4 separate regions of the Mus musculus genome follow, and all the other regions are linked to region 1. A link is a contact called in public HiChIP or PLAC-seq data. All regions are on one chromosome and are shown on one strand. The core of a region is the stretch at or near the end of the contact, and the rest is flanking DNA. Distances in the headings are between cores, read along the strand shown.

What was found. HiChIP or PLAC-seq counts read pairs in DNA pulled down with a chosen protein or histone mark.
Region 2: an H3K4me3 HiChIP or PLAC-seq map of forebrain shows a contact between it and region 1, with 4 times the contacts expected there. The contact joins two enhancer-like sites. A contact is called at or near these places in 3 of 39 promoter capture datasets (frontonasal cranial neural crest, hippocampal neurons and liver), 1 of 15 datasets of contacts at CTCF or cohesin (the NIH/3T3 cell line), 2 of 484 Hi-C or Micro-C datasets (liver and reprogramming fibroblasts), 8 of 115 datasets of contacts at active chromatin or transcription factors (the NIH/3T3 cell line, craniofacial prominence, embryonic basal ganglia and 5 more) and 2 of 9 other capture datasets (embryonic stem cells and pancreatic islet).
Region 3: an H3K4me3 HiChIP or PLAC-seq map of forebrain shows a contact between it and region 1, with 3 times the contacts expected there. The contact joins two enhancer-like sites. A contact is called at or near these places in 3 of 484 Hi-C or Micro-C datasets (the N1E-115 cell line, liver and mammary gland) and 12 of 115 datasets of contacts at active chromatin or transcription factors (bone marrow-derived macrophages, cardiomyocytes, craniofacial prominence and 9 more).
Region 4: a contact with region 1 is called in an H3K4me3 HiChIP or PLAC-seq map of craniofacial prominence, with 3 times the contacts expected there. The contact joins two enhancer-like sites. A contact is called at or near these places in 6 of 39 promoter capture datasets (the 3T3-L1 cell line, frontonasal cranial neural crest, hippocampal neurons and 2 more), 3 of 484 Hi-C or Micro-C datasets (granulosa cells, liver and neural progenitor cells) and 6 of 115 datasets of contacts at active chromatin or transcription factors (craniofacial prominence, embryonic basal ganglia, embryonic limb bud and 3 more).

Annotation. Positions count from the first base shown.
Region 1 is chr8:120,187,749-120,195,336 of GRCm38.p6, reverse strand. No RefSeq gene overlaps it. Among named protein-coding and RNA genes, the nearest start is that of Cibar2, 14 kb to the right of the region's middle. Within about 2 kb of position 4,021, at least 159 of the 459 cell types and tissues checked have an H3K27ac peak or open chromatin away from gene starts, as enhancers often do. A contact at or near this core is called in the N1E-115 cell line, craniofacial prominence, embryonic basal ganglia and 5 more, where this site is marked.
Region 2 is chr8:120,544,261-120,551,578 of GRCm38.p6, reverse strand. The region is part of intron 1 of Gse1 (genetic suppressor element 1, coiled-coil protein); the gene reads right to left. Among named protein-coding and RNA genes, the nearest start is that of Mir7687, 9.2 kb to the right of the region's middle. Within about 2 kb of position 2,063, at least 81 of the 459 cell types and tissues checked have an H3K27ac peak or open chromatin away from gene starts, as enhancers often do. A contact at or near this core is called in embryonic basal ganglia, embryonic forebrain, forebrain and 2 more, where this site is marked.
Region 3 is chr8:120,479,559-120,486,614 of GRCm38.p6, reverse strand. It overlaps a transcript of Gse1 not described here. Among named protein-coding and RNA genes, the nearest start is that of Gm51556, 7.4 kb to the left of the region's middle. Within about 2 kb of position 1,919, at least 38 of the 459 cell types and tissues checked have an H3K27ac peak or open chromatin away from gene starts, as enhancers often do. A contact at or near this core is called in the N1E-115 cell line and forebrain, where this site is marked.
Region 4 is chr8:120,505,594-120,512,572 of GRCm38.p6, reverse strand. It overlaps a transcript of Gse1 not described here. Among named protein-coding and RNA genes, the nearest start is that of Gm51556, 19 kb to the right of the region's middle. Within about 2 kb of position 3,307, at least 60 of the 459 cell types and tissues checked have an H3K27ac peak or open chromatin away from gene starts, as enhancers often do. A contact at or near this core is called in craniofacial prominence, embryonic basal ganglia and embryonic limb bud, where this site is marked.

The sequences.
Region 1 (7,588 bases), core at 2,772-5,271:
AATCAATCTGTTGTGTTTCCACAAATAACAGTAAGAAACCCACTTAAAAATGGGATTGTGGTATATACTGATGGATCAAAAACTGGCATAGGTGCCTATGTGGCTAATGGTAAAGTGGTATCCAAACAATATAATGAAAATTCACCTCAAGTGGTAGAATGTTTAGTGGTTTTAGAAGTTTTAAAAACCTTTTTAGAACCCCTTAATATTGTGTCAGATTCCTGTTATGTGGTTAATGCAGTAAATCTTTTAGAAGTGGCTGGAGTGATTAAGCCTTCCAGTAGAGTTGCCAATATTTTTCAGCAGATACAATTAGTTTTGTTATCTAGAAGATTTCCTGTTTATATTACTCATGTTAGAGCCCATTCAGGCCTACCTGGCCCCATGGCTCTGGGAAATGATTTGGCAGATAAGGCCACTAAAGTGGTGGCTGCTGCCCTATCATCCCCGGTAGAGGCTGCAAGAAATTTTCATAACAATTTTCATGTGACGGCTGAAACATTACGCAGTCGTTTCTCCTTGACAAGAAAAGAAGCCCGTGACATTGTTACTCAATGTCAAAGCTGCTGTGAGTTCTTGCCAGTTCCTCATGTGGGAATTAACCCACGCGGTATTCGACCTCTACAGGTCTGGCAAATGGATGTTACACATGTTTCTTCCTTTGGAAAACTTCAATATCTCCATGTGTCCATTGACACATGTTCTGGCATCATGTTTGCTTCTCCGTTAACCGGAGAAAAAGCCTCACATGTGATTCAACATTGTTTTGAGGCATGGAGTGCTTGGGGGAAACCCAGACTCCTTAAGACTGATAATGGACCAGCTTATACGTCTCAAAAATTCCAACAGTTCTGCCGTCAGATGGACGTAACCCACCTGACTGGACTTCCATACAACCCTCAAGGACAGGGTATTGTTGAGCGTGCGCATCGCACCCTCAAAACCTATCTTATAAAACAGAAGAGGGGAACTTTTGAGGAGACTGTACCCCGAGCACCAAGAGTGTCGGTGTCTTTGGCACTCTTTACACTCAATTTTTTAAATATTGATGCTCATGGCCATACTGCGGCTGAACGTCATTGTTCAGAGCCAGATAGGCCCAATGAGATGGTTAAATGGAAAAATGTCCTTGATAATAAATGGTATGGCCCGGATCCTATTTTGATAAGATCCAGGGGAGCTATCTGTGTTTTCCCACAGAATGAAGACAACCCATTTTGGGTACCAGAAAGACTCACCCGAAAAATCCAGACTGACCAAGGGAATACTAATGTCCCTCGTCTTGGTGATGTCCAGGGCGTCAATAATAAAGAGAGAGCAGCGTTGGGGGATAATGTCGACATTTCCACTCCCAATGACGGTGATGTATAATGCTCAAGTATTCTCCTGCTTTTTTACCACTAACTAGGAACTGGGTTTGGCCTTAATTCAGACAGCCTTGGCTCTGTCTGGACAGGTCCAGATGACTGACACCATTAACACTTTGTCAGCCTCAGTGACTACAGTCATAGATGAACAGGCCTCAGCTAATGTCAAGATACAGAGAGGTCTCATGCTGGTTAATCAACTCATAGATCTTGTCCAGATACAACTAGATGTATTATGGCAAATAGCTCAGCTGGGGTGTGAACAAAAGTTTCCGGGATTGTGTGTTATTTCCATTCAGTATGTTAAATTTACTAGGGCAGCTAATTTGTCAAAAAGTCTTTTTCAGTATATGTTACAGAATTGGATGGCTGAATTTGAACAGATCCTTCGGGAATTGAGACTTCAGGTCAACTCCACGCGCTTGGACCTGTCCCTGACCAAAGGATTACCCAATTGGATCTCCTCAGCATTTTCTTTCTTTAAAAAATGGGTGGGATTAATATTATTTGGAGATACACTTTGCTGTGGATTAGTGTTGCTTCTTTGATTGGTCTGTAAGCTTAAGGCCCAAACTAGGAGAGACAAGGTGGTTATTGCCCAGGCGCTTGCAGGACTAGAACATGGAGCTTCCCCTGATATATGGTTATCTATGCTTAGGCAATAGGTCGCTGGCCACTCAGCTCTTATATCTCACGAGGCTAGACTCATTGCACGGGATAGAGTGAGTGTGCTTCAGCAGCCCGAGAGAGTTGCACGGCTAAGCACTGCAATGGAAAGGCTCTGCGGCATATATGAGCCTATTCTAGGGAGACATGTCATCTTTCATGAAGGTTCAGTGTCCTAGTTCCCTTCCCCCAGGCAAAACGACACGGGAGCAGGTCAGGGTTGCTCTGGGTAAAAGCCTGTAAGCCTAAGAGCTAATCCTGTACATGGCTCCTTTACCTACACACTGGGGATTTGACCTCTATCTCCACTCTCATTAATATGGGTGGCCTATTTGCTCTTATTAAAAGGAAAGGGGGAGATGTTGGGAGCCGCCCCCACATTCGCCGTTACAAGATGGCGCCGACAGCTGTGTTCTAAGTGGTAAACAAATAATCTGCGCATGTGCCAAGGGTATCTTATGACTACTTGTGCTCTGCCTTCCCCGTGACGTCAACTCGGCCGATGGGCTGCAGCCAATCAGGGAGTGACACGTCCGAGGCGAAGGAGAATTCTCCTTAAAAAGGGACGGGGTTTCGTTTTCTCTCTCTCTTGCTTCTTGCTCTCTTGCTGCTTGCACTCTGGCTCCTGAAGATGTAAGCAATAAAGCTTTGCCGCAGAAGATTCTGGTTTGTTGCGTCTTTCCTGGCCGGTCGTGAGAACGCGTCTAATAACACAGAGCCTCTTTCCAGACTGTGTCCCCCACTGTTCTTGGTACCAGCAGCCAGAACTCATACCTTCCAGAATTTCAGGGACCCCAAAGTCCTCCACTCCTCAGACTCTAGTCACACCACAGCCCTACCCTGCAACTCCTCACTTGAGCCAAGGGAACCCGGTCTTCGAGGTCCCTGGAGGTGTTACATCGCTGCACACAGCCCTGCTGGGAGCACCCTCTCTCCCCTATTTTTCATCTCTCCTCCCATAAGTCCACCCACAGCACCATCCCCTCCCGCCTCAGCAACCACAGTCCTTCTCTGCGCTCTGCTCTGCCTGTCCCATGTGACCCAGTAGACAATGAGAAAGGCACCTTTGGCATGCTCCTGCTTCAGCCCACAGAGTCCCTTCCCCATCACCATGCCCAGATACCATCCTTCCATGCCCTTTGGGCCTCCTCACTGAGGCCAGAAGGGTTTTTTAGATCCATGAGTCCACCAAGTTGTTCTGTGCCCCAGGGCCTTTGTACATGCCCTTCTTGCTGACTGGAGCACTGATCTGCTCCTTACAGGGCCGAGTGGATGGAGGAGGGAACCATAGGCAGAAGAACCATAGGGTGGACAGAAGTCTCCAGTCCCAGATCCCTATGGTGAATCGCAGGCAGGAGCTGGAGGGAGGGGCTGTTATAGCCCACAGCTTGAGGCCTAGGAAACCCCTTCTATCCCATTTTACCCTGACAGCAAACGCCCATGATCCCTATCCCCAAAGAGGTCTGGGACCAAAGCTGGATGCCTGCCACCGAGCTGGTATTGTCCTTAAAAGGCTCGTGAGAGTGTGTGATGTGGTGTGGAGTTGCTGGGGATGGGGGCTGGGGGTGGGTCACAGCCACTTCCCAGTCCTTGTCCTCCGAAGTAGATATGGGGTCTTTGGAGAGGCCTGTATTGTATTCAGGCCCCTACCTCCATGGGGACCCTGGAATGAGGGCTCCTGGAGTTGGAGAGGGGAAAATTAAGAATGAGGGAGGAAAGGAAGAGGAAGAAGAGGGAAGTGGTGGGAAAGGAGAGAGATGGGTCCAGAGAAGAAACAGTGTGAGAGAAAAGGCAGGAAGACTGGGGGGGGGGGGGCTAAGAAAAGCATAGAAAGGAGGGGGCAGTGCCCTTGCCCCGGGTGTCCCCAGCCACCCCAGGCCTGCTGGGGACCTGGCGGCAGCCCCAGCTGGAGGCATGCCCCGCAGCCTCGCCTCTCTCCTGGACAAGGCTGGTTACACAACGGTGGTGGCCGGCGTCCAGCGGGCTGTCACGTGGGTGCCGGAGTGGGGGCTGCTCCCCGGCGTGGCTGGGACTCGGCTCCAGCCCGGAGGCCAGAGCGTTCCCAGATGCGCTGGCGGCTGTAAAAGGCGCTGGTTCCTGTCAGCAGCAGGGCTCCGGGAGGGGACCCCCAGCAGCAGGCTGGCCAGATGGCTGCAACATGCGCTCTGGTGACAGGGCTGGGGGTACACAAGAGTGTCTACGCCCCCTCCTGGAAGTAGTGCAGGACCCCTTCCCCTGGCCTGGCCTCCCTCCAACTCTGCAAGGCTATGCATTGGACTTGGGGAGTCAGCAGCACCCCAAATCCTGCTCTTTACTTGGAGGTGGCATTCTTGACCAAGTACTGCACCCCAACTGCCCTCAGCTTCTGGGCAGTTGACCAGCTAATATTCTGCCCCTGTGCCCTAGCAACAAGGGAAAACATAAGGCCCATCTCCAGCCAATTGCAGTCCCCATTCTCTAAGCAACTATGATTGGTACAGAGGTGCACATGTGACTCAAACAGAACCAATCAGTGTCCGTCCCTGAGATTTTTTATTTTTATTTTTTTTCTTCTTTCCCTAGGTGAACCCAGGTGGATCAGACCTGGGAAGAGCAATTGGAGACTACTATTCTTCGGGCTCCTCTCTGCCTGTCTGGTGCCCTAGTAATACTAGAGTAATACTAGGGCTAACTGGGTTGATACCGCTGACCAGGACAGGTGGCTCAGATGGCCCAGCCACTGGAATGGAGAGAGCGACTCATAGGGCCACCCAGTGGCTCTGAGCACCAAGAGCCGTGAAATCCTAGCACCTGCGGGAGGCCACAACAGGAGCCCACGAGGGGTCCTTCCCAGCGGGCCCTGCAGCCTGAGGTCTATTCCCTGGGTAGGAGGGTCTGGAAGGGGGATCACAGGAGAGCAGGCCCACTGCAAGTTCAAATAGGAAGCAGGTCCAAGCCAAGGTTGGGCCTTGGAGGAGGTGGAGATGCTGGCCCTCCGCCCTTGGCAGGCCTTTCTGGGTCTTCACCCTCTTTCTCCGCAGCGTGAAGCACTTGGAGTTCTTCCTGATGCCTGCCCCTCATGACAGCCCTGTGGGCCGATGTTAGGTCTCAAAGCCGGGCGAATGGCTAACCGAGGTGTCTATTGAACACATTGGAGCGGACCTGGTGGCTAGGTTCTCCCAGCATCCGTCAGTCCCTATCTGTTACAGGGTATGGCTGTCATATCCTGCCCCCTACCCTGAACTGGGCTGGGCTGCCCTTCCCCCAGTGGCTCTTCCCTATGTCCCCAGCTATTCTGGTCACCAGACCCTTTTACCCCTTTTGTCCATGTGGCCGCTGCACCTGTGTCTCCCCTCAACTCTCCTGCCTCTCCCCACACCGTCTTCTCCTCACAGGGTCATGTCCACTCTGGACTCTCCCAGATGTCCCTGCCTCAGGCCGGGCTCTCTGTTTTATTCACACTAAACCTCCTCCTCCACTGTACCTGGGAACGGTCATGTTCTTTTATTTTGTTCTTCATGTGGCCAGAAGCTGTTTTGTTCACAGAGGAGGAGACCAAGAGTCCTAGTGGCCCCCTCTCCCCTGAGTTGCTCTGAGAGTGACAGAGCAGAGTCTGGGTTCTGGCTGGCCCCCGGCCAGCTCTTTCCTCCTGACCCAGTGACTCCTAGTGACCAGCCCGTCAAGACGCCAGGGCAGCAGCCACAGCCCGGGTGCTGCCCCTCATGCTCCTTGCCCAGCAATGGTCTCCAGCCTCTCCCCACCCTCTCGCCTCTTGAGTTGCACCTTCTCTCTAACTGTGCTAAGTTCACAGACATCTGTCCCAGGGTGTGGGTGGTCAACATGCATGCCTCTTCCCCCAGGGGAGGGCCCCTCAGCTTCTTCCTTCTAAGGACAGTGTTAAGATCTCTGATCCAGCTGTAGCTGGTCACAACCACCCCAAGAGGAACAGAACCATGAGTTAGGAACACCTCAACTGCTCACTCTATGCAGGTTCAAGAGGCTCAGAGGTAGTGGGACCTGCTGGTTGCAGGGTTCTGAACTCCCATATATTCTCCCTCCCCCCTCCCCTCCCCCTCCCCCCTCTCACTCTCCCCCCTCCCTCCTTTCTTCCTTCCCTCCTTTCCTCCCTTCCTCTCCCTTTCTCTCTTTTGATGTTTTCAAAAGGGCTTCTCTCTGCATAGTTTTTTGCTGTCCTGGAACTCATTCTGTAGACCAGGTTGGCCTCGAACTCTCAGAGATCTGCCTGCCTCTGCCTCCCAAGTACTGGGATGAAAGGCATGTGCCACCCCTGCCTGGCACCATTCTCTCTTTACTGTGGACTTAGTGGTGTCAACTAAGCCACTTAACCTCTCAGAGTCTCAGTTACCCCATCCTTAAAATGGCAACAGTAACTCTTGGCATCAGGTTGATGGGTGGAGCCTAGTGGCTGCCAAGGAAAAGATTACCTGCTCTAACAGTGAGTGGCACCCCTGCCCAGCACTGCCTTCTGTTGTACAGGAGCAAGCCTGTGGCAGGGTGGAGGCTCAGGGTGGGGACCCGGCCCTGGAGGGGTGTCAGAGGAAAGGTGTGGCAGGAACCCCTGGAGCCAGGACTACAGCTGGAAGGAAGGAGTCTCCAGGTGGCCGCCCTGGGCAGGCTGCCTGCAGGCACGGGGCCAGGTGGCTGGGCAGGGTCACAGGCCCCCAGAGACCCAGGGGTGTCCTTCGGGACAATGGGCCAAGCATTGTCCCTGATTCCAAGAGGCTGTGTCCAGTGGTGTTCACACAGTCCGCTGTGTGTGGGGCTGTGGGAACCGCTCTTGGGCTTCTCACTCAGTAGCAAGTGGGATTGTGGCCTCCCCGGCGGCCAGCAGTCCTGAGCTGGCACTGTGCGGTGGAGCGGAGGGGTGGGCACACTTCCTCCTCACACCTCCCTCTGCCATTCCTGATGAAGGTTCCATAAGTGCCAAGCCCCAGGCCTGGGGGAGTCAGCAACAGATGAGGTTTGTAGAGGGTCCCTGGTCCCTTGGGGGCTCCCAGGGTGACCACGGGGGTGGGGGATGTTGTAACTTATCTTATGCATCTCAAGAGCTGGCTTCTTGGGAAATCCCTGGACGAGTACAAGTCCAGAGTAGACAGATGGGAGGGGAAACTGAGGCATAACAACCAAGAGCCTGCCAGGCTAGAGTGGCAGGGAGAAAGGTCATTCAGGCCACAGAACAGCACATGCAAGACCATAGGCCTGTGTTCCTGTGAACTGGTCTCAGCCCTGAGAAGGGACTCCAGGAAGGAGGTAAAAGAGGGGCCTGGGCTGTGGAGCGTCTCCCAGCTGTGCTCACAATGCTGCCTATGAACTCATCATACTATCAAACCCAAAATCTACCAAGGTCCCTCAGCCAGCAAGGGAGAGGACAGGGACCCTCCCCTGGCCAGGGGTTGGGGGTCTCTGTCCTTAGGATTAGCAATGTAGCCAAACACCACGCAGAAACCAGAGTGAGGGCTTAGAACACAGATGACAGGGCCCAGGGGGTGCATCTGGGCACCTGTGGACCTCAGTCTGGTGGGATTTAGGATCCAGTGGGGAATGGGCTGTGCATG
Region 2 (7,318 bases), core at 814-3,313, 360 kb before region 1:
GGGAGCCGCAGCAGCTCGCGGTACAGCTGTAGGCCCATCCCCCAAATCTGAGGAGAGGACCGTGCCACTGGGGAGGGGGCACTTCAAGATGCCAATGGGTGTAAGCGGATATGCTGGACCCACCAGACTTGGCAGGATGGCAGATAACAGGATTTGTGATGGGTAGGACCTCCCTGTACCACATGCTATCACCATGCTCCTGTGGGTAGCCCAAACAGGACTCCAACTGTCAGAGAGCAGGGGACCGATCCACCCCTAGGGCCTCCAGCAGTCTCATGCCCAGGGCATGGCTGCCCTTGGCCCCCTACCCTTGGGGGTGGGGGACCCCAAGCCTAGGTTCTGGAGATATCAGTATGTTCCCAGCCTGGGAAGCTGCTCTGATGTCAGCTCCCTTAAAATAGAATTCCAAATGAGCGGCTTCATTAGGGGGAGTCTAAAATTAGCACTGTTCCTCACACATGCGCACATGGGGCTGGTGGGGGGAGGGGTGGGGAACTGGCCCCGGGTACCAAAGAGGAGGACACACTGCCAAATTTTGGGGGGAGCTGAAGAGTCCTCTTCACTCACAGGGCCTAGGGCCACTAGGTATAGTGTCTATTCTGTGCCTGGCATCCCGAGAAGAAACCACCTCAGTAGGCAGGTACCGGTGTCCGTAGAGGCTCAGGTGTGGCAGGCAGGGGGGGGGCAGCGGAAAGGAGAGAGGTGGGCACGGGATGCCTGCTCTCCCTGTCCTCATTAGGGGGTATTTATTAACTTCTCTGTTCCCAGCCGTCGTCATCTATAGGACTGGCTCCTGCGAATTCATTATCCTAAACAGTTGGGAATAAGCTCTGTGGAGCAAGGGCCTGTGATGGATGAGGCCCGGGGCTGCCTGCAGTCCATGCAGTCCATGTTCTCCAGGCGAGCAGCTCGGTGAGAAAGTCAGCCTAAATCTAAGTGGACTCTTGGGCACTCTACACAGGCTCCTTCCTGCTGCCTCGACCAAACGTTCACTCTCAAGCTGGCCGGCCGCAGCTCTCCCCTCTCTAGACCCAGAGTCCAGAGCTCGGGTTTCTGTCAGAAGCTACTATCTCCACAAAATAGCTGGGGACAGCCTGGCTGCCTTGGTGCATCCTGCCCGATTCCCCCACTTAGGGTCCTAACATGCCCAGGAATATCATCAGTGCCAAGGAAGGAGACCCCAGAGCACCAGGCAGATGATACTCCTCAACTCACCTCGCTCTGGTCCTGCACAGTTGACCCAGAAGGGGTTCACGGGGTGGGGGATGGGGTGGAGGGGGTCTCAGTGCCACTTCCCTCCTGCAGTACATCAGGAGTTATTAATCAGCCCAGCCTCCCTCCCGTTGAGGCCGTAATTACCGTCCCTTTCATCCCAGCTCCTCCCGGCACCAGACCTCAGGCTTGCTCCTTCTGCTCTGTAATTACCAGCTAATAGCTGAGATGAATTTTCTGAAGGCCCGGTTCAAGCACCAATCCGTCCCTCCCTCCTCCGCCAGCAGCCCCTCACCCTGGGGTAATTACACCCAGGGAAGCTGTGCCCAGCAGAGCAAGGCTCTCAGGCAGTGTGGACCTGGATGCTCTATCTGCCCCTTCGTCATTTTTCATTACCGCACACTGAAATGTTTGTGAACAGACAGAGACTGGGTCGGCCCGGGCTCCACGCCCCCACCCCCACCCCCGTGATCCCCGCGCCCCAGAGGGTGATGCTTTTGCAGCTCTAACAAGGCTGGGGTCACCCTGCTGCAGGGACCTGGCGGCTGCAGTAGTGTGGGGTGCCCACGTGATCCCCAGAGCCTGGACGGCTTCATAATAAATTCATTATTATGTGTGCCGCCGCCGCCGCCGGCTTGTTCTGAGCGCACCCATGTGAGGCAGCTTCTCCGGGGCGGGGGCAGGGAGGCCTGCTGATGTTCAACGGTGAGTGTACCCCGCAGGCCGCTAAATCCTGCCCCTCTGCCGCTGCTCCCAAGGTCAGTTCCCCCAGGAACCCCTGCACGAGGCGACAGAGCGGGAGAGCAGAGCAGAGCAGAGCAGATGGTGACTCCTGACCCAAGACCGTGAAAGCGGAGAAAGCAGCAGGCGAGTGGGGGTGGCCTGGGTATGACAGGGGCTCTGATCTGTGGGTCAGGGGAGGAATGAGGCAGCCAGGCAGAATGAGGGAGGGAGATGGGAGAGGTTACCCACCTCTGCACTGTGGACAAGGACAGGAGGGGCTGCCCACAGCATGAATGCCATGGATGTATAAGCAGCCTCTGGGGTTCCCTGCAGCCATGGGAGGGCAGAGAATGGGGACCTTTTGGTAACTCCAAGCCTTTCACTGTCCACCCCTAGGCTGTCAAAGGCCCTGCTGTCTCAGTGTTCTGAAAAAAAAAAATGGGAGTACTGACAGGAGACCCACACGTGGTGGATCGAAAAGGTGCAAAGAAAGGGGTAACAGTGAGGGATGGCGCCCGAACTCAGGGTGCAGAGGCAGGGGTACCACGGGTTTAATGCCGACCTAGACTTGGTGAAAACTCATCTTAAAAACAAGTAGTCATGGGGCTGGAGAGATGGCTCAGCGGTTAAGAGCGCTGACTGCTCTTCCAGAGGTCCAGAGTTCAAATCCCAGCAACCACATGGTGGCTCACAACCATCTGTAATGAGATCTGCCGCCCTCTTCTGGTGTGTCTGAAGACAGCCACAGTGTACTTCACATATAGTAATAAATAAAATAAAAAAAATAGTAAAAAGGCGGCTGAGGATGAGCTCAACAGTAAAGCACTCACTTAGGCATGGCGGAGGACGGAGGGAGGGAGGGAGCAGGGGAGGAAAGGAGGAAAGAGCCATGAGGCTCTGTGGCTGTAGATGTTAGACAGGCCTCCTAGGAAGTCACCTGACTAGGTACAAAGCAACAGAGCAGGAGTCTCAGAGGTTCCCAGGCGGCAGCAGGGATGGAGCCTGGCAACAGATGGCAGCGACATTTGACGCGATTATTCTAAGTGGCTGCTGCGCTGTGCTTCGCTTCGTGAGAAGCCTGGCGTGGGCAGACGAAGGAGGCTACACAGCCACCCCACACCAGCTCGGCAAAACCCACCGGAGGAAAGGGTCCCTGAGGTCGGGAAGCCAGTGGTCAGCACCGCCGAGGGTTGACAGTCCAGAGCCCGGCACCATCCCCAATGGTGATCCTGACAGCAGCAGGAGGTGGGACTGGCTTGGAGCCAGAGGTGTGCACAGGGCTTCTATAACCATAACGTTACACACAGGCATGGCACCCTTCACATCAGCAGACCCCACACACCAACCACAGTGACAGGCAGGTGAGACAGGCAAGATCCTTCCCTTCCCTGGGCTCCTTTGTCAGCTGCTTACTAACACTGGGGACGGGGACAGGGACTAGGGACCTCAGGGTGTCCTCGCCTCAGCCTGACTGCTCAGTCTGGCCCAACCTGCCTCCCGGACATAGAGACTCTGCCATTACCCAGTCCGGTTCGGGTGTTTTACCCAGAGGGTGACCAAGGCTGGCAAGAGCCACACCTCATCTAGGCTCAGAGTCTGTCATCTCTGTAATGTCCACTGAGTCAGCTCCTGGGGAGCCCACCGCGCACCACTGTCACCATGCCTGATACGGAGGGCCGAGGACGACAGGATGACAGAGGCAGGCAACATCACCCAGCAGCAGTGTCTGTACACCCCAGTGAGCCCCGAGTGGCCCATGGCACCTTTGGGCTTCATCGGTCACAAAGAGCCCTTTGAGCACCGGCCGCTGGCCTCCTCCCCAAGTCCCCAAAAACAAACACTCAAGCTGTCCAGGACTGAGGTTACGTGCCTCCGAGTCTCCATGGGATGCAGGCCAGGGGCCAGCAGGTCGAGGCCAGGCCCTGAGTGGTCACCTGGAAGGCAGCAATGCACATGTGCCGCCCAGTTCCCCAGGGATTCTCAGGCTCCACCAAGACAGGCCCTCCACTCCCATTTCCTGTTTTGGCTGGGGGCTCAGCAGACCCAGGGGGCTACTTGGGAAGTGGGGACAGAAGTGTTACAACACAAACCTCTCCCCAGGGCACACACCAGCCACATACCAGCATTATCAGCAGGTGCTATAGGAGGAGGTCACAGGTAGATTCCGGAAGGAGGGCTGGGGACAGCAAGGCCAGGCTGTTTTCCTCTAGCCTTGCCCTAATGGAAACCACGGTTTGATACAAGCCCCTTGGTCCCAGCCAGTGACAGCTCCAACACAGGCTGGCCACTTTTGAGGGTCACCCTCAGGTTCCAGGTGCCAAGCGTGGGAGAAGAGACAACCACGCTCTGTTTCTTCTGGCTGCGCAGGACATAGTGGGCTGAGTGTCTCTGGCCTAAAGTCACGTTTAAGTTGTTTGAGTGAGACCCAGAAGGATCACCTTAGTATGGAATTTCGGTTGAGATTCTTCCAAGCTGCTGAGTTACAAAACCCACCGATCCCCAAGTCAGGGGTCCCAGTGCTGGCCTCTAGGTCTCAGGTGGCCACGCTCCCCAGCTCTGGCCTCACAAGTAGCCTGCTCAGTGCTCGCAGTCCACGGGAGCTGAAACACTGGGTCCCGCTGGGACTCTCAGGCTCCACGTTGCTGACTCAAGAGGAAGTAGGGCCCATCCAGGAGGGTCCCTCTCAGATTGTAGCGAACTCGCCCGCCACTCAAATCCGATTCAGGATTTGGCCCAGAGTATAAGCAGGCAAGTGGCTTGTCCCCAGGGCCCGCAGAAAAGGTCCTGACCACCAAGGCCAACAGTTTGGGTCTGAAGGAGACCCAACTTCCTACAGGTTGTCCCCCGACTTTCACATGCCCACAGTGACGTACACACAAGTAAAGGAACGTGACAGAAAAATGTAAAAAGACCCCTTTGGGGACTAGGATGTATGGCAGGAACAGCCTGCTTGCCTACACACAAAGCTCCACTCCCCCAGATGTTTAAAGTGGCAGCTGGGTCCTTGGGGCTTGGATGTAAAATGACTTGTGCAACAAAGTTACTTTGAGCAGCCACTCCTAACTAATGCCCCTCCCTAGTACCATGCATGGGGACAAAGTCGCTCAGGGATTGAGGGAAAGAAAGCTCTAGTACCGTGCCTCAATATCAGACTGGTCTACCACCTTCAAAACCCAACATGCCAAGCCCAGACACCATAAAATTCTCAACCGGGGGGTGGGGGTGGGGGACCCTTAGGCCATGATGGCCTCCTCCATCAGAGAAAAACTTCCTCCACACACAGCTACAAACCTGGGCAAACATGTCACCGTCTCCAGGGTGCATGTGTTAGGTGCCCCTGAGTGACCAACCACCTATACCCAAGTCACCCTGGCAACTCAAGCATACCCACATTCTGCAGGATTCCAACTGGGAACCTCTAGCCAAGCAGGCTCAGAGTACAACCCAGACTTGACCCTCCCTACACTGCAGCAGACCTAACGAAGGCCCTGGGAGCCGGCCTAGCGCAGACTCCCCTGTGGGCAGACAATCCTCATAGCCAAGGCTGGCTAAGCACAGGACCAAGTTCCCCCCATCCACATCTCCACCCAGGGGGCAGGTGAGAGCCAGCAGAGGAGCAGGTGGCACCCGTCCCACCATGCCTTTCTGTGGCACTGCAGGCTGCAATAATCCTGACTTGAAATGCATGGGAACAGCAGCTTGGGGAGTGACCTTTCAAAGTTGGAATAGCTGCACGGTCACGGTAAGCTACCTTGGTGTTCTGGGGAAGAAACTCAGGTCTACATTCAAGACCCAAAGCTGCTTTCTACACAGGAAGACACATGGCCTCAAGTGAATGTACTTACTGTTTATTTATATGTGTGGACATGCACAGGTGCCTGAGGCAGCCAGAATAGGGAGGGCACTGGCTCCCTAACTCACCCTGGGGGCTGGGGTGGGGCAAGGAGAGGCCCCACCATGGGTTTTGGGAACTTTACTTTTGCCCCCTCGGAGAGCAGTAAGCATGGTTTCTCCAGTCCCAAGCCTGAAGTGACCCCAGGGCCTCCCACATACCAGATCAGTAACAATTTCTCAGCCATAACCCCGGCCCTGCATGGTAATTTTAATAATTTGAGGGACGAAACAGTTCCGCGGTATAGAGTTTTCTACTCTGAAGCGACATCGGTGTTTACAACCGGTTATGATTTTGGAGCGGTTAGGGTGGTCTCAGCTCAGGGTTGCTTAACCTGTCTTTAAGACTTAAAGGGCTCACACCTCCATATGCCCTTCTCCATTCTGGCCAACAAAGGAGTCACACTTGACAACAGCCATGCTGGTAGAAGGCTCGATGTATACAGTACAAAGGCCATCAAACTTCCAGTCAACCTCCCAGAATGCCTCAGTTCATTTCCCACAATTCTCCAGCCTACTTCATGGGTTCTGGCTAGAAACAGCAGAGCATGGTGGCAGACACCTTTAACCTCAGCAGCAGAGACAGAGGCAGGTGGATCTCTTGTGTGGGTTCAAGGCCAGTCTCATCAAGTTCCAGGACAGCCAGGGCTTAAAAAAAAAAAAAAAAGAGCATTCACAACCCAACCAACTCAACATGGTTGTGACTGGCAAAGTTCCCTTGCAACCAGCAGGTAACTGTGGACATTGCTGCTGCCTGGCACCAGGACAGAGGGGCACCCCAAAGAGTAGCACCCTAGAGAAAGGCCTCAATTCATAATGAATTAGTTGATGTTCAAAGTTCAAGGTCACCACTGCTTCCCAGTCAGTTGGCTATGGTTGTCTAGCCTGGGCTACAGATCATAGCAATGAATAAAGGGGGTGGGGCTGGGGAAATGGCTCCGTGGTTAAGAGTTATTATTCTCGCAGAGGACCTGGATCGGGTTGCCAGCACCTAGTTGGTGGCTCACAACCCTCTAGTCTAGGGAATTCAACACTTTCTTCTAGCCTCAGAGGCCGCCACAGGCTCATGGCACACATATATGCATGGTGGCAAAGTACTTGTACGTATAAAATGAAAATAAATAACTCTTTAAAGAAAAATTAAAACCCCAAAGGGCCAGTGATAGATAAGAGGTCTGTGACATCCACCCCAACTCCCAAAGCTGGAGTTTCCACGCCCACACTACACACACACACACACACACACACACACACACACTCTCTCTCTCTCTCTCTCTCTCTCTCTCTCTCTCTCTCACACACACACACACACACACAGAGAGAAAAGCTGAAGTGTGCTTTCTACCCAGCGTGCACTGCTTTCTGTCATAAAGTTCAAAGAGTAAGTTGAGACATCAGAAGTCAGGGACTTCTGCACAGCACCTTGAACTTGGAGGCTTACGAGCAACTAGTGAAACCTTAGCTGTTCTTTAGTTAAGGGCCACACCCGGTG
Region 3 (7,056 bases), core at 670-3,169, 290 kb before region 1:
GGCCCCAAGTAGCAGGAAGGCGCCGCTGCTGGCCTCTAGCCGCTCTGCTACGCATGACCCCAGAGGTCGCGTCAAGCCCTAGGCTGCCGCCCTTTGTTTCCGGGGCTGCCTGCGAGGCGAGGACACACAGGCCGGACTCGGGGGTCTAGGGTCATAGCATCCATCACCTGCCCGCACTCTTGGGCTAGGTGAAGGAGAAGGGACCAGGCGCCGCTCACACACATACCCCACTCCCAGCCCCCGCCCAACTTCCCGACCCCTCACAAGCTCTAGCTGTACTTCAGGGAAACGAATAAAAACTATTTTTAAAAGACCCTAAACTATCAGTTTGTGTTGTCACTCTTTTATTGGTTTTTAATTCCCCGGGATTACGGGAACAACAGTAGTAATTAATACGAAACCTTCCTCCACTGTATATGCTAATGGCAGGAGCCATAAAAATTAATTTGCAAACATGTCATTACACAATAGCTATACAGGCAATAAACCTGTAATTATGGGCCAATCACAGGCAGGGTACAGAGGGAGGATGCTCCCCCAATAGGCTGGGCACCCCTCCTTCCTTCCCCTGCTAAAGTAGGAGAAGTCATCCTGAAAAGAGCATCCTTGAAGCCACCTGTGGAGAAGGCTGTCCAGACTGGATTCCAAACTACCTCGCTTCTGTGCCAGCCACTCGGGGACTATTGGGGACCCGTACTGAGGCAGGGGAGGCCTGGGCCTGGCTTGTGAAGAGGCCACGAGTGGGAAGGGCAGGCAGAGAGGATCTCCTGATGGCGGGGCAGCGCTGCTTATCATCCCTCTATCATTGAGCCTCCCGAAGAAGAACCTCTCTCTCTCCTAATAAGAAGCCCAATGCCTGCATCCAATTATCGAAGCCCGTGCAGGCCAAGTCCTAATTGCACCGAGCCACACCCTGGGGAAGGAGACTAGCTGTATGATGTTACTGATCTAGCTCAGTTCCTTCACCCCTGAGTCAAGGCTCAGAGTAGGTTAGTAATGTTTCCTGGTGATAGGGACCTCCGAAGGGTGGAGCTCTCTCCATTCTACAGGGGCAAGAGTAGTTACCCCACAGACCCCCCCCCAAATAAACCTGGTGCCAAAACATCTAAGAACACAAAGTCCCGCCCACCCCCACCCCCACCCCCCAGCAGCAGCCAGCGCGGGTGCTGGCTCTCTCTGAATGGTTGAGTTGTTTGCCTAATGTGGCTGAACAGGGTATCTGGCTGCACTTTCTCTTTCCCACTGGCCCCTGTGGCTTTGCTGTGGTGGGTGGACCCCATCACTACAGCCATTCATATCCCCATGGGGAGCCAGCCCTCTACCAGGCATGTCTGTGGCCTCCTTCCTATTGGGACATGTGCCCAGCACTCGCTCCCACCACAGCCATGCGGACACACCAGTGCTGGCTGTGGGTGTTTGTATTAGGCTGTTGCCCTCCTATGTTTTACGCCAGAAAAAGGTGGTCATTACCTCTCTCCTCCCCCAGAGCATGATGAGCCAGTATCTCCTCTCCCTCTGTCTCTGTTTCTGTCTCTGTCTCTGATGGAGAAACAGCAGCAATTAGGAAACTGGACCACCCAGGAACCATCCTTCCTCTGGGACTTTTGGGAGGCCGGGACACCACATGGCATCTTTCCTCTTACCTCCAGAGAGACAGACCACAGTGAAAGCCACCCAAGGTTAGAGAGGAGAGGGGTTGACAACCCCCATTCGCCCATAGAAAAGAAGGTAGGGGTTTCAGGCTGCCCTGCAGAGATGCATGACACCAGCAGGTCTCCTCTCTGAAGATGCTGCCTGCCATACTGGCTGCCCCTTCAACACAGAGAGGCCCCCACACTCCCTGCAGCAGGGCCACCCTTGCCAGGGCTCAGGCAGAGCCCAGCCAGCGCCAGCCAGCTGAACACAATAAAAATAGCCCCGTACACATGCTTAGGCAGGCGGTTCTCTGTCAGCTGTACCCATCGCCTATCATGTGCGGTCCCCCAGGCCAGGCAGCCAGCCTGCCTTCCTGAGGAGCTGCACACAAGGAAGTCTCATGCCACAGACTCCAGAAAAGAGTGGAGGCTGCAGGGCCAAGTCTGCATGGCTCCTGGGACATGCTGGATCCTCCAGATGCCTGTCTGTCCCCTCTGGCAGGGCAGTCGGGCAGCAGATGCCCAGTGTGGGCCAGGCGCTGCTCTGAGCATTCTTAAACAACCCACAGAATCCTTTGGAGTATCCCTGTCACCCTGCTCTTCCATTCTCCAAGTGAGGCATGGGGAAGCAGATGCCGGATCTGGAGTTTGAGCCCTGGAGGTCTATTCCTAAGCCCTGAGTACCCTGTCTCCTCATCTGGAAATTGGGATGGATCGTGCATGCATGCATGCATGCCAGCATGCATGTGCGGTCCCCTAGGCCAGGCAGCCAGCTTGCCTTCTCGAGGAGGTGTACCCAAAGAAGCCTCATGCCAGAAATGAGTAGAGCCTACAGGGCCAGGAAAGAGTGGGTATGGGTGCTTCCAGCACCTAACCAGCCCAGGGCCCCCACAAACATCTGGGATTACTCCCAAGACCATATAACACTGGCGATGTCAGCAGTAGTGACAGGTGCACCTCACTGTGTTTGGCTCCATCCTCCTGCCTTTCAGTGGCTTTGTTAGCATTTGGAGGACTTCCCTACCTACTCCCACCAAACAGACACGTCTTGTAACTCTGTACGCTGCATGCTAAGGCCCAGTACTGTGAGGTCCACTGCCCAAGGGCACAAAGGGAGCAGCCACACCCGCTTCTCCCTCTGGCCCTGGTGCTTAGGTGACAAACAAACCCCTGAGATAAACCCCAGATTGTAAGCGAAAGGCCTGAGCTCACAGCTGGCCCTGACATCTGTGCCTGGATTGGCTTCCATCTTTCTACTCCTTGTGTCCTGACCAGGTGTTTTACCCATTTTGGGATCTCACAAGAATTCTAGAGTCCAAGCCCTGTGCTATCCTACCCTGTGCAGTGGGTTGAACGGTGGTCTTCCAAAGATGTGGTCTGGTACCTGGGCCTGTGACGTGGTTCTGAAGATGAGGCTGAGCAGGTATGGTGAAGCGTGGGTGGGATCCTTCCTGAGTGCTGGGTGGCCCACGGAAGGGTCCAGGTGAGGTGGGACATGTGTAAGCCTATCACTTGGAAAACTAAAGCTAAAGCTGAAGATAAAAGGACCATCAGTCTGGCTGCGGACAGCAAGGCTTGGAAAGGAGGGAGCTCGGCTGGGCTGCTCTCACTCCTGCACCAAGGAGGCAGAGGCAGGACGGTCCCTGCACCCTGCATGTGAGGCCAGCCTGGTCTGAACCACAGAAAGTTCTAGATCTTCCAGGGCTATATATTGAGATTCTACTAAATACACATACATACAAGCACATGCACACATACATAGACAGACACATATACACACACACCAGACACACATACACACATACCAGACACACATACACACACACACACACACACACACACACACCACATACACACACATGCACAAGCACATGCACACATAGACAGACACATATACATACACACACACCAGACACATACCACGTACACATACATGCACAAGCACATGCACACATACATACATACACACACATAAACCACATACACCACACACACACACCACATACACATACCACACAGACATACAGACACACATATACATACCACATATACCACACACACAACACACATATACACAGCACATACACATACACAAACCACACACAAACTATACACACACACTACATACACACCACACACACCACATACACACATACACATACCACACATGTCACAGACATACAGACACACATACACAGCACATACACCACACACACCACAGACATACACACACACAGACATTCACACACACACATACACACACACACACACACACACACACACACACACACACACTCGGTGAATACCAAAAAGAGGAGAGAATAGAGTGATATAAGAGAGAAGCCATGTGAGGCCAGGACCAGCAGCAGTTCTGACTGAGTGGCAGCCCCAGACACTGGAGAGGCTGAAGCGCCTCCCACTGCCTCCAGAAGGGACAGGGCCTGTGACACTTTGACCTGACTTCTAGCCACTGGACTGTCAGAAAGTCTCTGGCTTCTCAGAGGTCACAGGGTTTGTGGTGATTCATTACCAGTCTCCAGGGGACTCATCTCTCTGGTCACCTCTGTCACAGTGGCCTGCTCCTGGCCAGCAAGTCCCTAGAGGAGCTCAGGTCAGCTGGCTTATATCAGGCCCTGGGCAATGAGTATTGGGGTCCCACAGCAGCCTGGCACCCAGAAACCAACAACCCCACGGGACACAGGGCTTACCAGTGTCATGGCCACTCTTCTGGTTTTAAACGGTGACATACGTGTCTGCTGGGTTTCGGGAACAGGTATGGCCCTAGGCCATCAGCTTGGCTATCTGCCTCAGAGACAGACAGCCTTCCAGAAGCTCCTCCTGTGAGCAAAGGCTTTGGCCCCTGAAGTCTCCGCGAGGCCCAGGGCAGCAGTGACAGTAAGAAAGAGAATCACAGTGGCTAGTCTGTCACCTGACCCACATCCTTTCCTCCCACCTCACCTGCGTTTTGGGACTCAGTTTTATGCAAAGGAACAACATGTAAAGTCTCACTTGCCGTCCCAGGGCCTGGTGGGAGAGATGCTCAAGTGAAGCCTTGCTTGCTCATTCTGGGGGTTCGTGACCCCCCCAGATCCAGTACTGAAGATAGCACCCCCATTCAGCTCGTCCACGGTATCCAGAGTAGAGGACCTTGCCCCGCGCCTTCCCAGCTGTCCATCACACGGACACATGCTTACGGTCCGGTAACAAGCGTTCCCCGACATGAGACCTTTGTGATGAGCCCAACAGTGTGTCTGGCACAGCCCGGCCGTCTCCTTTGCTCCTCTCCTGGCTCTGGGTCACATACTTCAGCTCTAAGAAGACGGATGCTGTACACAGCATCCCAGGGAAGTAAACCTGTCCTTCCTCATTCCTCCCATTCCTCCCAAGAGAGGTGGAGGCCAGAGAAGTCAAATAGCCCTAAGTCACACAGCCCAGAAAAGGAAACCCACAGATTGGACCCCGGATAGAGTGACAGGTTCAGGGGGAGCCTCTTCCTCTCCCAGAGACTTGAGTTATAAAGTCTTTGTTTGTGTGTAGACGTGCCTGCCGTGGTATGTGCGGGAGGTCAGAGGACCGCTTGCCAGAGTTGGTTCCTTCCTCCCACAGTGCAGATCCTGGGGCTCTAAATCAGGTCGTCAGGTCTGGCGGCAAGCCCCTCTGCCCGCTGAGCCACTTTGCCGGCCCTGCTTGATTGTAACTGACTGTATGATTTACCTATGCAGTGTTGGGTCAGATCCCTGGACTCTGCAGGTCGGACTCTGTTCAGGCCTTGACTTTCTCCTTACTCTTGGAATCAGTTTTTTTCCCAAAAAAAAAACTTCTTGAGGCAGGGCTTACCTTACATCTTGGGCTAGCCTTGAACCCCAGCTCCTCCTGCCCAGGACTCTATGGCTGCAGCCACATTAGATACAATCTTGTTATTGTTGTATTTAGACAGGGTTTTAGTATGTAGTCCTAGCTGGTCTTGAACTTGGAAAGTTGCCTGACTCTATTTTGGTTTTTTCAAGATAGGGCCTCTCAGGTTGGCCTCCAGTTCCCTACGACCTGGGACTTGTGGTCCTTGTGCCCTGAGCTCTCAAAGGCTAGGATGACAGACGGGTGCCACCTTACCTGGTTTATGAAATACTATGGATGGCACGCTAAGCAAGCACTCTACCAATTGAGCCACACCCCAGCTCCCTTTTAAAGCCTGTCTTTAAAGCAACAACAACAAAAGAGACAACAAACAAAACCAACCAACCAAACAAACAAACAAAAAAATAGTTGGATAATGGCACACACCTTTAATCCCAGCACTCAGGAGGCAGCAGGTGGGTCTCTGAGGCCAATCTAGTCTACAGACTGAATTTTGGAACAGCCAAGGCCAGAGAAACTCTGTCTTCAAAACAAAAAGAGGAAGGAAGAAGAAGAGGAAGAGGAGGAGGAGGAGAAGAAGATGAAGAAGACGACGACGATGAAGAGGATGGAGGAGGAGGAAGAGAAGGAGGAGGAGGAAGAGGAAGTGGAAGAAGAAGAAGAAGAAGAAGAAGAAGAAGAAGAAGAAGAAGAACTACAACAACAACATCAACAACAAAAGTCAAGCCGGGCAGTGGTGGCCCATGCCTTTAATCCCAGGACTTGGGAGGCAGAGGCAGGCGGATTTCTGAGTTCGAGGCCAGCCTGGTCTACAGAGTGAGTTCCAGGACGGCCAGGGTTACACAGAGAAACCCTGTCTGGAAACAAACAAACAAACAAAAACAAAACAAAACAAAACAAAAAAAGTAAGAAAGAAGAAAAATAAAAAGAGGGCCTGAGGACACAGCTCAGTGGTATTTGCTTAGCAGGCACAAGGCCATACATTCAACCCCCAGTACTATACAATAAACAATCAACCAACCAAAAAACAATGCCACAGGAGGGAAAACCATTCAATCTTGGAAGGGTGTATATTGTCCCTATCCTCCCACCCTGGGGAGCTGGGTCTAACCTCTGGCCCAGACCTACCCTTGAGCAGGCTTGACAAGGCCATGCTTTGAGGAAGGCTCCCAAAGACAGGCTAAAGGGCTGAACTCCCATCAAGCAGCACGGGGACTGGCCAACCACAGGGCTTATCTCTGAAACCAGCCTCTCTCTGGCTGTCTCACATCTTGGACTCTATGGTCGCACCAGGACCCTTGCCAGTGGCCACAGGGCCTGTCTATCCTTAACTGGCCTTCCTGGTGCCTGAACGAACACAAGTGTCCTGGAAACATCCTGGGTCTAGATAGCCCCCCTGCACCATCCACTGGGTACCCTATGGCTTTCGGGTATCAAACGATAGCCTCAGTGTGACAGTCAAAATGTCTGTCCCCTGACATAGCCACCTTGGGGAACACAGTCCCAGGGTGGAACTGGAGTTGCCTGGGGCCTGGCCCACCTCCAGTCACTCTCTGGTCTCGGGGAG
Region 4 (6,979 bases), core at 2,058-4,557, 320 kb before region 1:
TGGGTCCCTGGGGCTGTGCCAGCCTGCTCAGGCACACACACGTGTGTTCCTCTCTTCGTGCCCACAGTAATCTCCGACTTTACAGCAAATTATTAAAACTCACTTATATTTAATCTGCCTTCTGGAATTAATTGAATTTTTACGCTCAGCAAATGCCACAGTTTGCGGGGCCTCCCGGTCGCTGGCTCAGAACAGCTAAGTGACAAGGCAGCAGTCGACCAACTGTGGGGCTGGCTGTGCAGACGGGATCCAGGGAAGGAGAAGGCATTAAGAGAAAAGGGTGTGGTGTGAGACAGGCCATCCCCGTCCCAGATACCCTGAACTGTGAACAGACTCTGTTTCCATCAGCACAGAGGCCTGGACTTGGGGTACGCTGGCCCAGGTGTCAGTCTGCAGAGACCCGTGCAGAGAGAGCAAAGACTACCCTACACGCCAGCTACGCAGGGAAATGCCCTTAGCCTGGGTCCTCCTGGTACTGTCTGGGCCCCCAAGAGAATCCCAGAACCCCACCTCTGACTCTGAACTCGCTGTTCAAAGGCTAGGGGGGGTCTCCCTGACCTCTGAACCCCAGCCAACCTCGGCAGCTGAGACCCACCCTGAAGGCAGAGGCGCTGGGAGCCAAGGTCATGTGGAATGCTGGCAAGCTCCTTCTTGCAGAGACACATTAATCAGGGGGTGCTGCCACCCTGGGGAAGAGGGGGAATGTTTTCAAAGCCTGCACGGGTGCTAAATGCATCTGCACACACTTGCCAGGTTCAGAGCGCTAGGTGAGATGACACCAGGCTCCTGTTGGCTGGGGGGTGGGGGGGCACCGAGTGTTCTCGCCTCTCTTGCTGCCACAGCTAGAGTGAGAGCAGAGGCCCCCGGGGAAAGCCTGGCATCTCCACCCTAGACAGCCCATGTTGCAGGATCTGCTTCCTATAATCCTCTTGGGGACTTGGAAAATGCAGAGTTCCAGGCCAGCCCCACCTTCCTATGGGAAACACAGCCCAGGGGGCTTGTGTTTCTATACACGCTGGGCACCTCTCTGGGGGCTGACGGCTGGGGAGGGGGCAGGACTCCATCCTTCCTGCTCTAGAAGGCCGAGGTAATGAAAAGCAGGCAGGAGAACTAGGCAAGAAATCAGTCTCATTTGCCCTAGGCTCAGAAAGATCCAGGCACCAGTGTCCCTGGTGCCTGTCCTTCAATATGTAGCCAAGAGCAACAAGTCCCCTGTCCCCTGTCTCCTCCCCAGCCTGGTGGAGCTCCCATGGAAGGCTTGCTGGATCTCTCCACACTCTGGGAAGCTCTTCTCCAGCCCTTCTCGACCATTGCTACGGGGCTCAGGCCTGTTAGGGGTGAACAGTTCTCATCCTGTCTCAGCTTAGCATCTATCACCACCTTCCCCGGCTTGGCAATTTGGCCTCCCTATCTCCTGGCAGTCAACTTGCCTATGTTTCAGGAACTTAGGGTACCTCCCCCACACTGGTCCCTCCCTCCAAGTATGAGGTTGTGGTGGCTCAGGCTGCTTGGGAGGCTGAAGCAAGAGGACCATAGTAGGTTCAAAGGCCAATCTGGGAAACTCCAGGGAGACTCAATCTCAAAATACACAACAAAAGGGCAGCTTGGTGGCAGAGCTGAGCTCATTGGCTAGCCGTGGGTCTGATCACCTAATACCACCACCCCCTTCTCCAAAAATCGCCTGCCCCTCTAGCAATGGGTCTGGTCCTTCAGGGAGGGACCAGAAGATAACAGGAGGGCTTCCTGCACAGGCCACCACGTACCTGTGGGAACATGGCAGGGGTGCCCTCCTCAGTCCTAGAGGCAGTTAGTCCAGGACTAAGGTGCAGGCAGTCTTGGTGCAGAATGCTGGGGTGTGTGTGTCTTACACACATACACACCCTGCCAGGCCCCCTCACTTCTGCAGCGGGGGATTCAGCCTTCCTGGGAGGGATGGGGAAGATGGCTAAAGTGTGTGTAGAGGCCAATTCCTGGCTTCTGAAACAGATGCTACTTAAGGGGGTGGGGGGAGGGGGCGGGCAGTGCACAGGAGGGAGCAGGAAGAAGGAAAAGGAGATAGGAAGCAGGGGAATAAGCCAGGAGGGAGAGAGGCAGAAAGGAGGGGAAGGGGGCAGGGGTGGGGCTAAAGGGGGGAGGGGGAGGGGAAGGAGAGGGAAGGGGAGAGGGCAGGGAGAAGGGAAGGGGAAGGAGAGGGAAGGGGAGAGGGCAGGGGGAAGGGAAGGGGAAGAGGACGACAGGAAGGAGAGGAGGGGGGCAGGAGAGAGGAGGAAGAAGAGAGAGGGGAGGAGGAGGAGGAGGGAGGAGAGGGGGCAGAAGGCAGAGCAAGGTTAAACTGCAGGAGACCGCCAGGGGGAGGGGGAGGGGGAGGGGCCCCAAAGTACTCTTCCCTTTCTGCGGTGGTAGCAGTTGTGGCTTTCTCCCCTCTCCTCATGGTTCCCATGTCCAGTGCCTGCTCTTCCCCTGCTGAGCTCACTCACCCTATCAGCATCCTACCCGCAGCAGTCGCTCAACTTGGGAGATTGGACTATCCGACCAGCCCACAGCCTCCTCTGCTTCTTTGCTCCCCTACAGCAACTTGACTCCAATAAATATCCAAAGAACCATTCAAGAGCAGGAAAATCCACAGCTTGGGACAGAAGCCAAGCCCCAGCCCCAGGGCCTTGGTACCTGTCATCTGATCACATGGCTTGTTCTTCCCAGGGGAGCTCCCGGGCTGTCCCCCTTTCTCTAGAGACTGAGCAAAAAGCCACTGAACGCCGGATCACTGGATCTCTCCACAGCCCCGACACCCACCCTAGCATCCACCCCCGCTCCCCCATAGGGCAGGGGCACAGCGTCGCTCACTCCGAGCCTAAGCTGAGCCAAGAAGTCATGTGTTCTCCCAGCACGGAAGGATCAGGAGCCAGTACCTGATACGCAGAGAGCCCCAAGGCCAGTTCTGGTCTAAAACCAGAGTCAGGTTCCTTGGAGGGCTGGCCAATAAGCAGGAAGCTAGGCCAGACAACCTGCTTCAGAGGGTCCCCAAAGCTCAACTCAGGGAATCCCTGGGTCTCCAGGACACGCCCCTTTGACCCCCACACGTCACTTGCGCTCTCCAGCCCTCCTCCAGGGGCGGTCTAGACTCCCACAGGCGTAAGGACAGCACAGCCCCCAGGTCCGAGGATTACCATACATTAAGACATAATTCTCCATGGAAATTTACAATACAAAGCGCCCCCACCCTGGTGGCTGTAGTAGGAGCCTGGATACAAAGCACTGCTGTGTCTGGCAGGACCCCAGAGCTGGCCCCAGCTAGGCTTCAATAGAAGTGGGTGGGTCCGTCTCCCGGAGCCTTTTCCTTGCTCTGGGCAGAAGCCCCGCCCTCTGGGAGGGCCCTCTGGTGGACTGCTCTTCGAGAGAGGACTTCACTATTTCCTTGCCCTGGCCCTACCCACTGTGGCACCCTGAAGCCGTGGCCCCAAGCTGACGCTATTGGGATTTCTCTCACAGAGTTGTCTGTCCAGGGAAGGGATGCCCAACACAGGTAGAACCCTAAACCTTGGTTTCCCTACTGACTTACTCCCTCCATCCAACTGACTTATGGAATGTACTCACTATGTCCAAAGGCTGATCATCCAACTGATTGGCTCCTGCTGTTCACGCACCCGCTGTGTGCCACTGTGCGGGCACCTGTACCACGCTGGAGACAAGCAGCAGAGGAGAACCCATGAGCTGGAAGCATTTTGGAGAGAGTTTATTGCTCCGCTGGGAGACACCCCACTCCTGGTCTCAGGAGCTCCAAGGTGTTGCAAGAAAACATGGACAGGAACATGATGGGTCAGGGTGACAAGGACAAGGGTGAGAGTGTTGGGTGTGGGGCTCTGGATGTGGGGAGGTCTGAATGAGCAAGAAGCTGTGTGTACAGGGGCTGCGGGGACCACACAGTCACATCATGGCTAGCACAGCGGAGCAGGAGAGAGTCCCCAGAGAATTCCCAGCTCCGTCTTAGAGAGAGACGGAGTTGGGAATTCATTTCACCTAGTGGACCAAGAGGCCTGAGGCTTAGGGAGGGGCAGGCCCAGGTCTGAATCCCACCTCTATGATTGCCATGCACAAGGCAGTCAGCCCTTCTTGGACTCTGCTCTTTGCAGATGAAAGCTGGTAACAGTGACCATGCACGCACGCACCTGTCGCACTGGAGCGAAGGGTGTGGCCAGAGAAAAACCGGTCCATATGGGTTCCAGAGAAGCCTATCACTGGGGAGACGGTCTAACTTTCCATCCTGCACTAAAGCAACAAAGCTGTCCATCTGTCATCTATCTGTTTGCCATAAAACTCCGGAGAGGCCTAGCCAGCAGCGACCCTGGGGCCACTTCCCAGGTGAGACTAGGATTCCATGGTAGAGACGCCTCCACCGACCCCAGCAGCCTGTTGACCAGGGACAGGCTGGGAGAAGGCAGCCTTACCAAGAACCATAGGCCCATCACTGCCTCTGATTCTAGAGAACAAAGGCCTCAGCCTCCACTGCCAGGCTACTGAGCTGAGGAAAAGCGCGAGAGAGGTGGACACACAGCTGTAGCATCCTGGGGCCCAGATGCCGCACAGCATCCTCAGACCCAGCACAGCACCTGCAGACCCAACATAGCAGCCCAGACCTAGGCACAGCATCCAGACCCCGCACAGAATCCAGGCCCCACCCACTACCCCTAGATCTAGCACAGCACCCCCAGACTCTGTGCAGCACCCCCGGACTGCACAACACCAAACCATCCTGTTCACAGGCAGGGTGGAGGTCAGCCCAGGTAGTAATCCACTAGCAACAGCTGACGTGTTGTAGACCAGCCTGGAGAGCCCCACTGGAGATGCAAGGAGCCAGAGGCGTCAATAACCTGAGTTCTGGCCTTCATCAACCTTGGCTTCTCCCTGAATCCTCTGGCTACGGGTAGGAAGAAATCTAGTTCTCAAGTCAGGCAGAGGTTGACCATCTGTGCAGAACTATTCCTGGGAAACAGTGACCCTTAGCCTCTGTCCTATGCTTAGGTCCTGCCAGTGCCTGGGTCTCTCTCTGGGGCTCCCTCCCTCCCCTGTGTAATGGACACATGGGTGGGCGGAGGGCGACTCAGCCTCCATGGGGGTATACAGCAGGTACTCAAAAATTCCCAACTCTTTGCCGGGTGTGGTGACGCACACCTTTAATCCCAGCACTCAGGAGGCAGAGGCAGGCGGTTTTCTGAGTTCGAGGCCAGCCTCGTCTACAAAGTGAGTTCCAGGACAGCCAGGGCTATGCAGAGAAACCCTGTCTCGAAAAACCATAAAATAAATGAAATAAAATAAATCCCCAGCTTTGTTAGGTGTAGCACAAAGGATTATGGGGTGTCAGATGTCTCTGCGGCTAACTGGGTTTGGGGACAAGAGATTCTCCCTGTCAGGCCTGTGTTCTGCTCTGGCTGACCTGAATCCCCCCTCCCCTGCCGCCCTGTAACTTTTGTCATCATAAGCCCCAATCTACACCCTACTTCTCCACAAGGATTCAGTCTACATTTGTCCCCCCTCTCACCCCTATTCCTCCTCACCACAAATATCTTCACGACTTGGACCCCAAGTTTCCCCACCACAGAAGGAACTCAGTGCAGGGGTGTTGGAGGTGGGTCACCTGGCCTGCAGAACCTTACTTCCTGTCTGTGATACCCCAGGCAGGGTGACATTGAGGTCCTTCACCTGGGACCTCCTGTGGTCAGGGAAAGGCCTGAGGAACATTAGGGCAGCTGTGATTCCTGTGGCATGCCTCTCAGTGACAGATGCCACCCACCGCAAGGCACCTTGGCTCCCAGGGAAAGTGTGCAACCGTCCAGCAGGGGTCAGACAGATACTTCCTACATCCTTCCTAACACAGAGCAGACACACCCTGCACAGCACCCCAGACCCTGCACAGCACCCCAGACCCTGCACAGCACCCCAGACCCTGCACAGAACCCCAGACCCTACACAGAACCCCAGACTCTGCACAGCACCCCAGACTCTGCATAGTACCCCACAAAGTACCTCTCAGTACATGTTTAACATCCAAGACCCAATACAGTTCCCTAGACCCACACAGCACCCAGATCTGAGAAGGAGTCCCAAGGTAGCACTGGGGAGCAAACTGCACCTGTAGCTAGCTCGGCTCAGGGCCAGGCAAAAGGTGACAGAGGTAAACCCAGCTTTTACGTTGTAAAGACAGCACTGTAGATTTCATAGAGCCAGGTTGTTTTCAAACTCTGGTTCCATCAAAGACCCTGCACAATGGCGGGCACAGCAGGAGCTGGGGGGCCACCCAGCAACCCCCAGCCTCACTACATATTAGCAACTCACACTGTAATGCTGCCTTCCAACACCCTGTGCCGAGGGATAAAATCCTCAGGTGGCCTTTTGGGGAGGTCAGGTCTGTGCCAGTGGCCGGCCTTCACTTGGCCTTGTTCCTGGCTCCAACCTGGGCCCGGGAGTACAGGACCAGCGTCCTGGCTCTGGTACTGCCGCCTGCGTGGATCCGGCTGTCCTCAGGACCAGGCGCTCATGAACACAGCTGTCAGACGCACTAAAAACAGGAAGAGAAGAAAACCCCAACAAAACGGAGGCAACATACCAAATGCCAAAATACAATGAAAATTCAAACAGCTAAAACAAATATAGCCATGAAAAGACGGGAGCCCTCGCAACGCCGTCTCTACAATTAAGCAGCTTTCTGCTCTACGCTGACAGTCACCTAATTATACCACTAATGACAGTTCAACCTGCTTCGAAATAAAAGGCCAGTTTCCACAACGGGAAACCAGCTGTTAGTTACACATGTCAAACATCTTTAAAGCGTTATTATTAGGGGGGAGAACAACAAAAAAATCCCTATAAAATGAACGCATCCATCTCACGCCCCACTCCACGAGGGGGGGAAAATCACAATTAGCCATGTGCTTCTGCCCAATAATAATAAAACGTGAACACACACAAGGATACGGGGGAGGGG